2 separate regions of the Mus musculus genome follow, and region 1 is linked to region 2. The links are chromatin contacts, called in public promoter capture Hi-C maps. All regions are on one chromosome and are shown on one strand. Each heading gives the region's core, a stretch centred on a gene start, on an enhancer-like site or on the middle of the called end of the contact. The rest is flanking DNA. Distances are from core to core; before and after follow the strand shown. Region 1 has its middle 5.5 kb from the start of Tcp11. Region 2 has its middle 10 kb from the start of Ggnbp1.

Region 1 (5,288 bases), core at 336-2,835, 1.0 Mb after region 2:
CAAGTGCTAGCTTCCAGGCAGTAACACCACAGCAGCCTCTCACATCTATTCCAACCCTTAATTCCCACTCCCTTTAATTACTTGAGAATTATCACCCTGGAAGGAAGGGCTGCCTGTCTAGGCTATCTAATGCCTCTGTCCTCCTGGGTCCCCACAGCCCAGATTGAGAAGCAGGTGTGTATATTTCCGTCCAGCCCCAGCCTGATGTTTCACACCTGTAATCCCAGCACTTGGGAAGTAGAAGCAGGAGGTCCAAAATTTTCAAGGTCATCCTTGGCTATGTAGAGAGTTTGAGGCCAACCTGAGCCACATGTGAACCTGTCAAAGAAAGAGAAAGGAGAGAGAGAGGAAGAGAGGTGTGTTGGGGGTGGGGAGGAGGGTGAGGGAGAGAGAAAGTACTGAAGAAAAGAAATGCCAGGCCCCTGCCCCTACAATCCCCGCCCCCATGCCTCCGCCATTCCCCGACTGGGTGAGTGAGACTGAATAGATATTCTCATTGGGTAAATACGGTTCTGTGTACCCCTACCCTAGGAAGCAAATTATACTGAGAGTCGGTCTAATCCCCAAAGATATTCTGAAAAAAAAACCAAAAGACAAAAAACAGTGGCCTGCTGGTTCCACGTGGCTATGAGGGAACTCAAATTTTAAAAGAAATCCTGGGTGCGGATGGGGAAGTAAAAAACAAAACAAAACAAAAAAAGCCCAAAAACCAAACCAAACCAAACCAAACAAAACCCCTAATATTACTAAAGCCGTTCTGAGCTCAGGATGATAAAAGAAAGACTGGTCCAAGGTCACCACCAGTTTATGGAAAAAATTTCGAGACGAATCCACACAGCTCAGTGTGTTTACTGTGCGATGTATAGAACTTTGGAAGAGTTAATGCCAACACTGTAAATAAATATTTACATCTTCTGAAGGAAAACCGCGTAAATGATAGGTCACGGACGGAAACAGTGAGGGCTTAAGTTAAATAGAGGCCAAGGCCGTCAGGTCGACTGGAAGATAAACAGCCGGCCCAAGCGGTGGGGGTGCAGTAAATACAGTGCGGGACATTTAAATGGAACCAGTTGGACTCGTGTAAACTGGGGCAGACTCTCCCCGGGGCCTCCCTCACACACAGAACCGCACGTCAAAACGATTGGTTTTAGTCTCTTGACAAATGCGTTTCTTTCCACCGACTCCCCACAACCCCCCAAGGCTATGAGAAAGGCTGAGGTAATCTGGAGGTGGCTTAAGGGTCAAAGGGAAGTGTGGCGGCTGTAATCGCGACGGATCCCGTAGAGAGCTCAGAGTCCAGAACAAAGAAGATTCTGGAAGTTACAATCACGACATTGCTTCTGAACCAGTCTTTCTTCAACAAGATTCAAGGGACTTTGCTGGTCCAGAGCCCTCAGCACACTTGCCCAGAACCCACACTCCGTGGATGTCGCTAACGGTCCTCAAAAAACAAAACAGTTTACCCTTTCTCCAGAGCACCCCTTAAACCTTGTAGTCACAGGTTGCGCCTATGATTACTCTGTATTGAACTGGGGCTGGGGCCATGGCAGCAGAACTGGAGGGTTCTGTCGAGCGACCGGTAGGGGGCAGCAGAGGGCAGCGAGACTGTCGAGGGAGAACCTGGGATTCCCCCTCCCTCTGCCTACTTCCCCCCTCCGCTCTCCCCAGTGACTCAGCAGCCACAAACGCCAACTTGAAAACGTTCTCTAAGCTACGTCCCCAAAACAATTGCTCCTTGTGCCCGGGACACGGGCGCGAGTTACACACTTAAGCTGTTCCCAAAGAACTATATTCAGTTGGTTTTCAACTCCGGGGAAAAGCTGGCAGCCTCTTTGTGGATTTAAAAAAAATAATAATTTTTTTTTTAAGTTGGAGGGACAATTAAACCTTTATGGGCCCCAGAATGTACCTAATGCAGACATAAATAATGCCCTCATTTCTGTCCAATATGCTTTCTGGCAACAGAGAGGGTTTTGGGTTTTTTTGGTTTTGTATTTTTATTTTTTTGCCATGTCAGGATAGAGTTGAGCTCAGGTCCCAGAAACCCATTTTGATTAGGGCAGGTGACAGGGGTCAGCAGGAGTCATGACTCTGACCCTAAATATGACACCAGCTCTCTCTCATAAAATGGACACATCGCAGGCCTCCGGGCCTTACTGGTCTTAAATAAATCACTTACAGAACTCTTAAAAAGACTTCCCAGACAGCCACCAGGATTTTAGGCCAAGAAAACTCGTTTTGTTTCCTTCGTGTGTTTCTTTGGGTCCATTTGTCAAGAACCCTGACTGCTCTCAACACAATACAATACATTCACATACTTCCAACTTGGTGTCCTTGAATGGTCCACGGGATTTCATTTTAATCCAATAATATCATTAAATGCTCCAGGGCCTCCCTTCTTAAAGGACGGTTTGAGCAAACCCTTTTGTTGAGTGAGGCAGCCTTTGTAAGGCAAATGACCAGCCACCAATTTTGTTTTCGAAATCTTGGGATTTCACATAGCCCATTTCCTCAGACGGGGGCCCCCACTGGAGGTGGGGGCCTGTGTTTTATTTTACCAACTTCGGTAAAGACTGTCTACTGGACACACAGGACTGGACAGGGATGAAGGCACTGCGAGTTAGCTGGAGCAAGAGATGGGTTTCAATCATTCCTGTCTTCTGTAATTATCTAAATTGTACCGAGAGCTGAATATAATGACCTGACAAAGAGTGACATGGAGAGCCAGTCTATTTGAAGTTGATCTCAAAAGAAATGGCTGAGAAGTTAGGGGGTCATTGCTGTAGGGGTTTTTATTTGTGGTAAAATAGTATAATATTTATCACTTTACCCGTTCCTGCATAGACAATTCCGGGACATTTTAAATAAATTAAAGTTACAATGTTGAGTAACATTGTTACTTATCTATACCCAAGCCCTTTCCATCATCCTCAACAAACGCTCTGTCCTCTTCGGACAAAGACTGCCCATCCACGTCCCTCCTCCCTCCTCCCTCCTCCCAGACCACCGCGGCCTCTCTCTCATCTCTAACAGTAGAGATGTCACACACACCAAGGTTTCTGTAGTTCTTTCTCCCTTCCTACCACAAGAGAACGGGGAAGTTGCAGTGTGAGCTCACACACACACACAAACACACACACTCACATATACACACTTATATACACACATTCACACACATTCACTCACACAGACACACAGGCATTCTCTCACACATACACACACACATTCACTCACATACACACATTCACTCACATTCACACACATGCACACATACACACTCATACATATACACATATTCACTCACACATATATGCACACACATGCACATATACATACACATATATACGCTCACATACACAGACACACAGACACACTCAGATGCATTCACTCACACACACATTCACTCACACACATATACACATTTACTCACACACACATATACACATTCACTCACACATATGCACATTCATGCACACGTACATATTCACTCACACATATATGCACACTCACACATACACATGTACACACTCACACATACACACTCATACATACACATACACACAATTCACTCAGTCACACACACTCACACATATGCATACACATTCATACACATATATACATACTCACAATGCATACATATTCACACACACATATACACACACTCACACATACACATTTACTCGAATATATATATATATATATATATATATACACACACACACACTTACATACAAATAACACATTTTCCTTCACACACACACTCAGTCTCACAATTCATTTACACATACACCTCAGCCAGTGACCTATAAGGACACTCATACACCCACACACTCACACACACACTCACAAGCACACAGACACACACCTCACACACACTCACACATACACACACACTGCATTTTTCTACCTTCTAGATTCTTCCTAACACTGTCTCCACAGTCCCCCTCTACGTTGTCTACATGATGAAGCCTGGGCTCCCCAGAGCTTCCTGGAATGGTTTAACCTTGCTGGAGGGTCTGCAGCCTCCGGCAGAACAAAAGGAGGTCAGTAGGGCTGAGTCTCTGCTGCTCGCTGAGGAATGGCAAGAATTTTCTGACCCTGATAGTCTGAGAAAGCAAGAACAGGATAAGTTGGTGGCTGATATGGTGCTAAGCTCACTCACGTGTAGCCCTGATGTTCCTAAAGCCTGTGATGTACACACCTGTGACATGCGGGGCTAAGAGAGATGGGAACACAAGAGACATAGAGGCCTCCCAGGGCACCCTCAAATTCCATGCTGTGGAATTTCCCATTGAGCTGCTGACTAAGGAAGAGGCAAGAGGATTGTCTCAATTACCAGAGCAGCCCGAGCTATGCAGTGAGATCTGGCTGAATAGCCTAGAGTATATAGCAAGGCTCTGTCTCAACAGCTCCCTCAAATGGGGTGTGTGTGTGTGTGTGTGTGTGTGTGTGTGTGTGTGTGTGTGTGTACACACATATACCCAACATCCGCATACACAAACCTACACACAAATACAAAGGAGGGCTGTCCCCTCAAGGCAAAGGCTAGGAATACAGCCCAGAAGTGCCACTCCAGACCAGGCCAAACCACACCCTAGGCTCACTCTCAGTCCAGTCACAAGGAAGAAAGCACAGCAGAACCATCTCCAACCCCTGTAGGGTTTCCATCTCTTGTCCCACAGGCAGCAACCAAGGCACCCAGAAGGCTTCCTGTTCAGGTTTGTTGTTTTGTTTTGTTTTAAGATTCATTTATTATTATATATAAGTACATTGTAGCTGTCTTCAGATGCACCAGAAGAGGGCATCAGATCTCATTGCGGATGGTTGTGAGCCACCATGTGGTTGCTGGGATTTGAACTCAGGTCCTTTGGAAGAGCAGTCAGTGCTCTTACCCACTGAGCCATCTCTCCAGCCCCCACCCCACCCCACTTCCCCGCTCAGGTTTTATGCTGCCACTCATTATTTGGTCTCTTTCAGCTGCCTCCTATCCCTCCCCCACCTTGGTCTAATGGAGACCTCACTTATGTAAAAGTTGTCTTGTTCTCTAAGGAACTACTGAGGGGTTCCTCCCCAGCTCCAGCACTGCCAGCCTGCCCCCCCCCCCCCTCCGGGAAGGCTGCAGCTTAAAGGATAGAGAACTCTGGGCTTCAGAATGGGGGTGCCCTGACAGCAGCCAGACCACATAGCTATGCTCCCCAACTCTGAGAATTTGGGGGGGAAGAGGGGAAGCATCTGGAATTCTGAGACAGAGACAGACAGAGTGTGTGTGCGCGCGCGTGCGTGCATCT
Region 2 (5,363 bases), core at 433-2,932:
TCCCTGAAGCTGGTGTACGTTCTAGTTTGCCTTTCTGTCGCTGTGATAAAGCTCCGGCCAAGAGCAAGTTGGAGAGGAAAGGGTTTATTTCATCTTACAGCTTACAGTCAGTTCATGGTGGAGAGAAGTCAGGACCAGAACTCAAGCCAAGAACAGAAGCAGTGGCCGTGGAGGGCAAGACGGTCATGGAGGGCAAAGCTTACTGGTTTCTCTCCCCTGGCTTGTTCAGCCACCTTTTTTCTTTTTTTAAGATTTACTTTAAATCGTGTGTGTGTGTGTGTGTGTGTGTGTGTGTGTCTCAAGAGCGCATGTGTGTGTTAAGTACCGGTGACCTCAGCATCCAGAAGAGTGTATCAGATTCCTAGAACAGGTGTTATAGACAAGTGTAAGTCGCCCAATGTGGCGGCTGGGAACCAAACCCGGGTCCTCTGCCCTTCAGCTGCCTTTCTGTAGAGCACAGGGACCACCTGCCCTAGGATAGCACCGCCCACAACAGGCTGGGGCCCCCTGGCAACGGTTAGCAATCAAGAGAAGGAGGACAAGCACACCGAGGGCTAATCTAATGGAGGCAATCCTTGAGTTAACACTCTCTTCCCAGATGTGCCAAATTGACAGCTGAAGATGTGAAAGTTCAGGAGAGGGGCTGGAGAGATGGCTCAGTGGTTAAGAGCACCGACTGCTCTTCCGAAGGTCCTGAGTTCAAATCCCAGCAACCACATGGTGGCTCACAACCATCTGTAGTGAGATCTGATGCCCTCTTCTGGTGCATCTGAAGACAGCTACAGTGTACTTAGATATAATAATAAATAAATCTTTAAAAAAAAAAAAAAAAAGAAAGAAAGTTCAGGAGAACGGCTCTCCCAGACTAGATGCTGGTCACGGCTGGGTATTTCAGAGGTCCCAGGTAGAGGTTGGGGGTGTGTGTTAAAGGGGTACTATGTGGATGCAAAGGCCTAAATCCAGAGGCAAAGGGAACTTGAGTGTGGAGGAGTGGCCTTCAGCAAGGTTTCCTGGGACACCAGGAAGTGCTGTGGTCCAGGCGGTCTCTGCTATCTCAGCAGGGCCTGTTCCTCTCCTGGACCTGGACTCCAAGCCTCCCTGAAGGCTTATGGGGGGTGGGGGGAAGCTTGCCTTGTGCTACCCACACATCTGGTTTTCAGCCGGCTGGGCTAGAGAGCCTGCAGGTCTCTATCAGGTCGGATTGATTGATTGTCTTCGGAGGCAGCTCTGGTCCCCATCTCCCTCTCTGCCAGGCTCTGCTTCTGAGTTCTGGGATTACAGGTGAGTGCCACGGTGCCTGGGTTGGCCAGTGACTGGGTTGGCAGTGACTGATCATAGTGATGGTAGCCACTGTTGGCCGGTGCCCGGTGAGGAGCCATCACCTTGGAGTGGTGGAACGTACGCTGCAGAACTCACTATAGACCAGCCTAGCTCACTGAAGAAGGCATAACAGGCTCCCCATCTTCCCTACCCACCCCCCTGCCATCGTTGTGGGGGGGTGCAGGGGGTGGTTGGAGACAATTAGGGACACTTTGGGGTTGGGGGAGAGCAGGAGCTCTCTCCGAGGCTTCCTGGTCCTGGCCCGTGGAGGCCTTGACTCAGAGTCTAGAGCAGGAGGCTGGTGGAGGGGCCGGCTGTCCTGAGTCAGCCAGGCCTTGTGACCTGGTGACTCACCTGTGCCCAGTTTGCTCTGCTAATCACTTCCTTCAAGTCGGGGTGCTGCTGGGAAGGGCGGGGCCTAGGCAGGCAGGCAGAGGCAGTGTTTTTTGGGATGTGTAGATTCTCCACCCCCACCCCACCCCCGGGGGGCCGAAGGCTTGGTTCCGTCTGCGGTTGGCCCATTCCTCTCTTCCATGTCTGTGGGCTAGCCTCACAGCTCAATCTACTTCAGGATTCCTGTGAACCACAGAGACCGAGGGGGAAGGAATATGGGTGCTGTTGCTGTCTGGGGGCAGGGAGAGAGGGAGAGGGGTGTGTGTGTGTGTGTGTTGTGTGTGTGTGTCAATGCAGGCACGAGGCCTCTCCCCAGCCCGGGGCGGGGGGTGGGGGCGGGGGCATCCAGGGCTGGCTTCTGCGGGAGGCCTGGCTTGGCAGACAAGGTGATGATGTCACACATTCTAAACAAGGAGCTTCAGTGGAAGGAGGGGTCCCCAGCAGTGAGTGGAAGCCCACAGACACCTCTGGGTCTGATCTGGAGACTGGAGCGTCTCCACCTCTGTTATGAGAGCCAGGAAGCCTTTAGGCATCACCGGCGCAGGCTCCTGTGGTGGATGAGAAGAGAATCCATCAGATCTGAACTCCCAACTGCCAGGCTCAGCCCACCAGGCAGGGAGGAACCTCCAGTTTGCTCACTTGAACCGACGTGGGGGGTTGGGGGGGAGAGTGGCCACGGTCAGGTCCGCAGCACGGGGCTGTTAGGGACAGGGTGCTGGGTCCATCAAACTAGGGTTTGCCTATCTGCGGGGATCCAGGTGTCTGCCTGTGCTTGTCTCAGACGGGGCAGCAGGGCAGGCTACACGTGTCTCAGGTTGTGCTGTGGAGGTGGAAGGTAATTAAAGCAGCTCCAGGTCCACGCCGAGGGATGATCTGGAACTCAGGGCAGGCCTCAGGTTGGGGGGTGCTTGGGAGCCAGGGCCCTGGCAGGAATGCGGGACCTCCAGGTGAGCTGCTGCCCCAGGCTCTGCCAGCCTAGGCTGGGGAGTGAGCAGCCACCTGCAGCAGAATCCTCTCCAGCTGGAGAGGAGGAGGAATTGAGGATGGGGAGTGGGGTGGGGGGACAGGACAACAGGACAGGACACATCAGGCTGGAAGCCACTCCCGCTGTAACAACTCACATGACCTCAGACTAGCCTTCCACACCCCCACCCCCCCACCCCCGTTGTAGGAGGCGTGAAATGGGAAAACCACAGACTCCTCATGTAGGCTGGTGAAAAGCCAAAAAAAAAAAAAATCCAAAACAAAACAAAACAAAAAAAAAAACCATCCTGCACGCTCACAGAGCACCCTTAAAAGAAGAGAGCTTGCCTCCTATGCACATGGCCCTGGGTTGGGGGCCCCAAGCCCAAGTGATGCAGGGACACCCTGGGAGGTGGAAGCAGGAGGGTCAGAAGTTCAAGGTCACTCTTGGATACCAAGTGAGTTGAGGCCTGCCCGGGCTCCCTGAGATCCTGACTCCAAAATGAACAAGTATTTCAAAATGAAGAACACAACAAAACAAAAAGAGAATGGCAGTAAGTTCCAGAAGGAACTCGGAACCAGTCCGTTCATAATCACCACCGTCCCCGCTCTGTTTAAGCACTGAGCTATGGAGCAAGACCCAGCGCAAGGGCTTCCCCCTTTGGCTGGACATGGGGCAGCACACCTGTAAACCCAGGAGTTGGAGGCCAGCCTGGGCTACCTGCTCTGCTAGACCCTGTCTCTGCCCCTGCTCCAAACGGATGAGAGGATGAGTTAGGTTTGGTTTCCCTCTGAAGGTGTGGACTCTGAGGGGTGCCCCTGGGCTGTACTCCGTGAAGCGATCCTAGTGCCTTAGGTGGCGCCCCTCCCCCTGCAGAACGCACAGCACCACAAAGCCTGGCTGTGAGGTACCGGGAAGGTTGCACGCGGGAAGGGCACCCACAGCTGGAGAGCGAGCGGCGGGAGGGTGCAGGCCACACAGCAGCTAGGGAGACGCCTGTGCGCCAGAGCAGCCGAGTCTACCCAACCGTGCAAGTTTCTGCTCAGAGCTTCCGGTGCCCAAGGCACAGATGAACACAAGCCTGTTAATAGATTGCAGGAGCTCCCGTCTGTGAATGAAGTTCCCAGGCAAGAGTCCTGAGCCACAGGGGTGGGGGAGGGGTTGTCCAGGAGGAGGCAGCAGGAACTGAGACTGGGAAGGTGGGGAGCAAGGCCTATCCATGGGGCCGAAAGCGATGGTCTCTGTTCCCCAGAGTCACTTTCCCCTTCCTTGGATCTGATGGCATTGATCTGCCTCTGCCTCCCAAATGCTGGGGCAATGAGGATCTCCAAGCCAGCCGCTTTCCTGACCAAGTGTGTATCTTAGGCATCCTCATTCAGTTCCTTCAGGGGATGGTTAGACCCTTGTGTGGCCACCTTAAGAGTCTGGACAGGGCCCTTCCTTACTCCAGAGTCCTCAAACTACCCGTGGAACTGGCCGGCCCAGCCCAGGATCCTCTGCTCCCGTGAGGTCAGGGTAACACAGGTCCTGAATGTGTTCCCCTGTTCTTGCTGTACATGAAGTCCTGGGCTCCCTGGCAGGCTCCAGGGCTGTCAGGATCCACAGCAATTGCCCGGGGGGGGGGGGGGGGCCGGGGCGGGGGGGGGGCTGTTTCCATGGCACCAGGCAGGCTTGGTGGGTGGTCCTAGGGGGCATTCTGGGATAGGAGTGTATGGGGAGAGTGAATCTGTCGGGTTAACCACTTGGCTAACCTCCTCACAACTGCATCCAGATTTTACAGCACTGCCTAAGCCAACCTAGGTGACTCAGCTGGCATGTTCCCGGGCGGAAGGAGCTATAGAGGGGTGTACGACATCAGGGAGACTGGCAGGGCGAGATGCACAATGCACAAGGCAGCAGGGTAGCCAGGTGCAGTCTAATCCCAGTGGTAAGGAGGTAGGGGGAGGGGGAGGGTTGAGAGTTCAAGGTCATTCTCTGGGAAGAGTCTGAGGACAGGGCTGGGTTGAATGAGTCTCAGAGCTCCCTACTGTGTCAAGGAGTTGAAGTACTCACCCTGAGCTCTGGGAGGCCAGCTGCCTGTGTAGATCAGCTGTGGGACAACACCGGGCGGTCGGTCACTTCACTTGCCCTAGACATCCGGTTTCCTGTCCCTCACAGGTTACTAGAGACCTCCACGCAAGCCAGAGCAGAGAAGGGGCTAACACACACAGGCTTTGTTGTAACAGGAGACTACTGTTGTTTGAACCTACAATCCCCTGTTCAGAGCCCTGGCCCCATTGTCCCTCTCACCAGAGTACTCCCAAGGCTGGCAAGGCCCCTGCCTCTTCCTGTGTCTTCAACCCTATCTCCGGTGGTTATACTTGCCTGGTGCTCAGCATACTGTGCTGTTATATGACTACACTTAGCCCACTCCTGCCCCTACCCCAGGGCCTTTGCACCTGCTGTTCACACTTCTCCCTTGGAGGTTCTGCCTCTAGGGATCTGTGTGACTCCCAGAGATCTCTGAAGTTTCTGCTCTGCCGCCTCCCTCCCTCATTTCTGCTCTCCCTCATTGGGAAAGGAACTCAGGATTTTACACATGCTTGATAAATGATCTGCCTGATATACCACCTTGAGGTGGAGGTATTTTTCAGGGTTGTTTGTTTGTTTGTTTCGAGACAGGGATTCTCTGTGTATCTCTGGCTGT

Evidence for each region. Promoter capture Hi-C pulls out the DNA fragments that hold promoters and counts their contacts.
Region 1: a contact with region 2 is called in a promoter capture Hi-C map of stem cell-derived epiblast-like cells, with 3 times the contacts expected there. The contact joins two enhancer-like sites. A contact is called at or near these places in 3 of 39 promoter capture datasets (hippocampal neurons, liver and stem cell-derived epiblast-like cells) and 1 of 115 datasets of contacts at active chromatin or transcription factors (pancreatic cancer cells).

What each region holds. Positions count from the first base shown.
Region 1 is chr17:28,083,531-28,088,818 of GRCm38.p6, forward strand. No RefSeq gene overlaps it. Among named protein-coding and RNA genes, the nearest start is that of Tcp11, 5.5 kb to the left of the region's middle. Within about 2 kb of position 1,586, at least 89 of the 459 cell types and tissues checked have an H3K27ac peak or open chromatin away from gene starts, as enhancers often do. A contact at or near this core is called in pancreatic cancer cells and stem cell-derived epiblast-like cells, where this site is marked.
Region 2 is chr17:27,036,784-27,042,146 of GRCm38.p6, forward strand. No RefSeq gene overlaps it. Among named protein-coding and RNA genes, the nearest start is that of Ggnbp1, 10 kb to the left of the region's middle. Within about 2 kb of position 1,683, at least 147 of the 459 cell types and tissues checked have an H3K27ac peak or open chromatin away from gene starts, as enhancers often do. A contact at or near this core is called in pancreatic cancer cells and stem cell-derived epiblast-like cells, where this site is marked.